Linked DNA regions of Gossypium hirsutum: region 1 is linked to region 2. The links are chromatin contacts, called in public Hi-C maps. All regions are on one chromosome and are shown on one strand. Each heading gives the region's core, a stretch centred on a gene start, on an enhancer-like site or on the middle of the called end of the contact. The rest is flanking DNA. Distances are from core to core; before and after follow the strand shown. Region 1 has its middle 5.9 kb from the start of LOC121208442. Region 2 has its middle 45 kb from the start of LOC121208799.

Region 1 (2,809 bases), core at 66-2,565, 190 kb before region 2:
TAGAAACATAACACATGTATTAGAATATAAAAATTAATGACAATTACACTAGGAACCCAATAAATGCACCGCAAGATATCAAATATTTCGTAAATTTTATCATTAAATTTAAATGAATGTGCATAAAAGAATAATTTATTTTACTACAATTTAATTAATTTAAAAATTTCAATTATTTAAAAATTTAAAATTCAAATTTTAAAATACTTATATGCAAAATAAAAACACTAATACAAAATGTCATACTTCACCACAAACCTCAAGTTAACCACCTAGACCCTCATTATTTACACCCGTACTATGAACTTCCCAATAAATTTGCTAATGTTACTTTATAACCTTTATTCGCTTGGGGTAATTGTTATACCCTATGTAGCAAACCTCATAGACCTTATATTCTAATTTGTGAATCTCACAGAGTATCCATAAAGAGCTTAACATGTGTCTTCTAATGAAACCAACGACACCGCAAACCTATATAGTTAGCTAACAAAATTTAGCCTAACAAACTATTAAAACCATGCACCATTGCTAAGACTATATGCAGGCCCATCTCTGGGGTCGTTTAGAGGTGCAGTCGCCCAATACTCAAAGCTGAGAGGGGTCTAAAATATTATTTTCTAATTTTTAAGAGGTTCAAAAATTATTATTTTTTAGCTTTGAAGGGCCCAAAATTTTTTTTATTTAACTTTTAAGGGACCTAAAGAAATTTTTCTCCAATTTTTAAGAAACCTAAAATATTATTTTATTATTTTACCTAGAACCCCCAAAATATTAAGAACGGACTTGATTAATTGAAGACCACAAGAAAACACATAATAATTGGTCATTAATTACCTTGACATGTCTCATCCTAAAATGTTATATCACTGTTACTATCAAAAGTATTAATTTTCACTTTTTACTTCAGTTAAACAACTCATAAAACGTAGACACCCTACTAGAAGAACTCCAAATTGAAACTTCCCCAAGAAACAGAAAACTCTTCCCATCCTTCTCATTCTCCACCACCCAACCATCATTTTCCCCCTTTGTTCATCTCATTGAGTAACATAACTGCTGTGGATTTGAAAGAACGAAATCGAAGAGTAAGTAAGAAAAAGAAAAAAAGAAACAGATGGAAATTTGGATTTGAAATGATTCTGGATGGAAACATATTTAGTGCAAACTAAAAACTTAGAATAAAAAATTGAAACCCGTCAATTAATCTCGCTGGAATCATATTAAAATTTAGTACTTCAAGTTAAAATTTTAGATTATTCTCAAGAACTCATAAAAACCTTCCTAAAAAACCCACCCATCGTACAAAGCTTCAATTTACTTTTCAACAGCAAAAAAGAGAAAAAAGCATAGAAAACTCCTCCATGAAAACCCACCAATTATTTCAGTGAAGATTTAATTTATTCTTCAACTACCAAAAAAAAAAAAACTTCAAACATGGGAGATTCAACTTGACATTGTGAAGAAGATTCAATCTCTCAGATCACGTTGTTCCGTCTCTCAGTAGAATACATAATTGATATCCCAATCTTTAAACCACCAAAAACACAACGCGACCGAGGATTCACAATGTTCTTGAGAAATTGGGTTTTTGTAAGTACTTAAAATTGAAAGAAGTGAAAGAAACGAAGAAGTGGAGTTTTAATCCTTCTGGTTAAAATTTTATTTGGAATGGAAAGAAATGCGGGAAACTTATTGGTGGGATTTTGAAAATTTTAGATTTTTTCAATCTGAGTTTTAATTTCAAAAATTAAATTCAGTAAATTATTAAGAATTAAAACTAATTTTAAAATTTATAAATCACGAGGACTAAATATGTTTGTGAACCAATAATTTCGTCGTTTCTATTAACTATTAAAGAGACGGTTACCATTGTAAAATCAAATGATAATATTAGTAACGAAATTAAAAAATATTGTAGTTAAAATTTACTAATAATTAAATGATTAATAGTATATTTTATTTTATTATTTAAATTGAGGATCTTATAATTATCCATTAATAAAATAATAAATGATAATTAGTGATTTAGCTACATAAATGTAACTCTGCGATGGAAATAACAGGGAAATTGAAGAGTTCCAAGCTCTGGGTTTCAATGAACCTGAAGGAAAAGCGTCTAGTTTTAGCTATCAAGTCCAAACTCGTCTCCCGTTTGCCTTGAGCTTCTTTTCAAATTTGAAAGCTTTTCAGTTTCCAGGGTGAGTAGTTCAATCCATTTCCACTCCTAAAATGTTCAATCCTAGTGTTTTCAGTAGACTTTCACACGATGTTATGAACAATTCCTGGTCGAGGCCATTGATATCCCTCACTGTTAGATTCATCTCAAAATCCTCTTCAGACCCATCCCAATCTTTTGTAGTCGCTTACCTCAAAGACAAACTCGGGTTCTCACCCGAATCAGCAATGGCGGCTGATAAGTATCTCCTTTTCAAAACCCCAGAAAAGCCCGATTCGGTTCTTGAGTTCTTGCAGAAACATGGTTTCTCGAAAACCCAAATCGAAAAAATCATCAAAGTTCGGCCTGGTTTGCTCTACTCCAATGCCGAGAAAACCCTTTTGCCCAAACTCCAATTCTTCCAATCCAGAGGTGTTTCAAGCCCTGAACTTATCAAAATCCTATTTTATAACCCTAAAGTTTTAACTCGTAGCTTAGAGAAAAAAATTATCCCTTGTTTCAATCAACTTAGTAATCTGCTACAATCTACAATGCTGTTCAAGCTATAAAACGTTACCCATTTCTTACCTCATGCCCACTTGATGTTTATATGTTACCTAATATAAGTTTTTTGAGAGATAATGGAATGCC
Region 2 (2,700 bases), core at 62-2,561:
AAGTAAGGGTAAGTTAAATTACATTATCAAGTAGAAAATTTGTATTTAAATTTTGGAGATAATATTCTTTGAAAGGGGTAGTTATGAACTTCCAAAAGATTAGGCTCTATTTCGTTCCAAGAAATAGAGGCCATTTTTGCTTTTTATTGGAAAAAATAAAATATTAAAGAAAATATATTTGGTTATAATTTTAAAAAATAATTTTAAAAAATAAAAATATGTAAAAATTAGAAAGAAAAATTTCATTGTTTTCACTGAAAATGTTTTGTAAAACAAAACAAGGATTTTTATTAATTTTAAATGAATTGGCTTGGTTCGAATTCATATAAGGGCAAAAATAAAATTTTTAACAATTTTCATATATTAGATTTAGTATGTTGAATCAATATAAATATAAAAGAAATATATTTTATTTCTCATGTTTTTATTATAAAAAAATAAAATATGTCATAGTTTCTGTATTCATTTTAAATTTAAAATTTAGTGTCTATACTTTTATTTTAAGAAATTTAGTTCTTTTATTTTTTAGATTTTAAAATTCGATTTTAATTGTAACTAAAAAATAATATTATAATGAACTTGAATTTAATAAAATTATTTTAACAGTGTTAATAATTAAACTTAAGTTTTGAAATAAGAAGAGTAGAGATATCGAATCCTTTAAAATAAAAGTATAAAGACTAAATTTTAAATTTAGAACGAGTACAAAATCTATATTTTAACCTTTAAAAAAATAGGTATCAAAGGTGCTTTTATTATTTCTATTTATTAATGGTATTTTTCAATTTTGAAAAATTAGAAAAGTTTTAATCACAATTAAGCCCCTGAACTATACCGATATTCCTGCTTTGGTATTTGTTTTTTTCTTTTTTTGGTTTATTTGTTATTTTCCTCTTTGGAAAAGAAGACGTGCACACCCATTTGATCGGATTTACAATTTGGGTTATTTTGGAGGTTCTTGTACATAAGTTAAACGGAGCGGGACCCAGAGTCCGATCCGCAACCGGAATGGGCAGCTCCGGGACCCGAAACGGGGCTTGAAGGTAAAGAGGACTCTTCTTAACTTATTTGTTTTTCTTTGGTTTTGGGATTCAGGATTTTTGTGTAATGTGGGATGTGATACGAGGTTTTCGTTTGAAATGCAGAACCAGTTTGGCGGTTGGGATTAGGGGGTGAGTCGGAATCTTACCCGGAGCGACCCAATAAAGCTAATTGTATTTACTATTTGAGGACTGGGTTTTGTGGATACGGCTCCAAGTGTCGGTTCAATCATCCACGTGATCGTACAGGGGTAAATAGTTGATAATTTGATTGAATTGTTCATTGTTTCTTATCCGACTTGAAGTTTCCTTTGAAGGGCTTTTTTTTTTTGTATAATTGAGGGAGGGGGAATTACATCAACAGGGTTTGAACCGTGGTCATTGCGGTGTCAACAAGGGTTTGACGGGTTTTTATTGGTTATTTTTGTTTGATTATGATCTTTGGAGTGATGAGGTATCGAATTGTAAGGTAAAAAATGAAAAGTTTGTTGTTAATGCCTTGGGAGCTAGTGTAATTTGCTGTCTTAGAAATAATTTATTCTTGTTTGTTGTGTTTGTTGAAAGAAATGCCATATGATGATGATGATGATGATGATGATTGCCTTAGGTTATGGCAGCTGCAAGAGTTGATGTAGGGGAGTATCCGGAGAGAGTGGGCCAGCCAGTTTGTCAGGTACTATTGAATTAGATTGTGTCTTAAATGTTTGGCAAACTCGGGGTATATGTGTCGAATTGCTATAATTTCAACAATGTGCATTGCTAAATTCTTTGTAATTAAGTATGCCTTTATGTCCACTTCATTTTATGTTTAGAAGGAGAGGATTAAGGTCCTGAATTTTCAGTGAATAGGTTGTGATTGGTTTAACAGTTTAGGGAAATGGTGTCTGGTAAGTTGCCCTTTTATGTTGATTATGGTTTTTATTTTTATTTTTTTTGATTTGCAGTATTATATGAGGAAGGGGACATGCAAATTTGGTTCTTCCTGTAAATACCATCATCCTAAGCAGGGAGGTGATTCTATTGGCCCAGTGCCACTAAACTATTTGGGATATCCATTACGTCCGGCTTGTATTTCTTCACATTAAGATCATTTACATATTTAGTTTTCAAGTTCGCTTAATAATTGGATTGCACTTTAAAACAGGGTGAAAAAGAGTGTTCTTACTTTGTTAAGACGGGGCAGTGTAAGTTTGGTGCAACATGTAAATTCCATCATCCTGTACTACCAGCTGTAGAGGTTCCCCCACCATCTCCAACTTCTCAGGTTGCACCTCTGCCAACTCCACTTTCTGCACCTACATTATATCCCAGGACGCAATCACCATCTGGCCCTTTGTCTCAACAATATGGAGTTGTAATGGCAAGTTCTCCCCTGATGCCAGGCTCATATGTGTAAGGCCCTTATGGTCAATTGCTTATTTCCCCAGGCATGGTTTCTTTTCCAAGTTGGAATCCCTATCCGGTAGGTGAATTAAAATTTATTCAGTTTCCTTAATTGTGATTAAACATAATCTAGTTTTATTGTTAAGGTTGTTAATGCACATGGTGTAGGCAGCTGTTAGTGTCGGTACTCAACCCGCTGTTGGATCAAGCTCAATGTTTGGGGTGACACCATTATCTCCTTCAGCACCTGCCTATACTCGATCTTATCAACCCACAC

The links. A called contact is a pair of places that touch in the nucleus more often than the background predicts.
Region 1: a Hi-C map of fibers shows a contact between it and region 2, with 3 times the contacts expected there. The contact joins two enhancer-like sites. A contact is called at or near these places in 17 of 34 Hi-C or Micro-C datasets (anther, callus, fibers and 4 more).

Annotation. Positions count from the first base shown.
Region 1 is chrA10:95,078,362-95,081,170 of Gossypium_hirsutum_v2.1, reverse strand. It overlaps the pseudogene LOC107896710. Among protein-coding and RNA genes, the nearest start is that of LOC121208442, 5.9 kb to the right of the region's middle. Within about 2 kb of position 1,315, at least 6 of the 9 cell types and tissues checked have an H3K27ac peak or open chromatin away from gene starts, as enhancers often do. A contact at or near this core is called in fibers, where this site is marked.
Region 2 is chrA10:94,888,537-94,891,236 of Gossypium_hirsutum_v2.1, reverse strand. It overlaps the pseudogene LOC107895532. Among protein-coding and RNA genes, the nearest start is that of LOC121208799, 45 kb to the right of the region's middle. Within about 2 kb of position 1,311, at least 3 of the 9 cell types and tissues checked have an H3K27ac peak or open chromatin away from gene starts, as enhancers often do. A contact at or near this core is called in fibers, where this site is marked.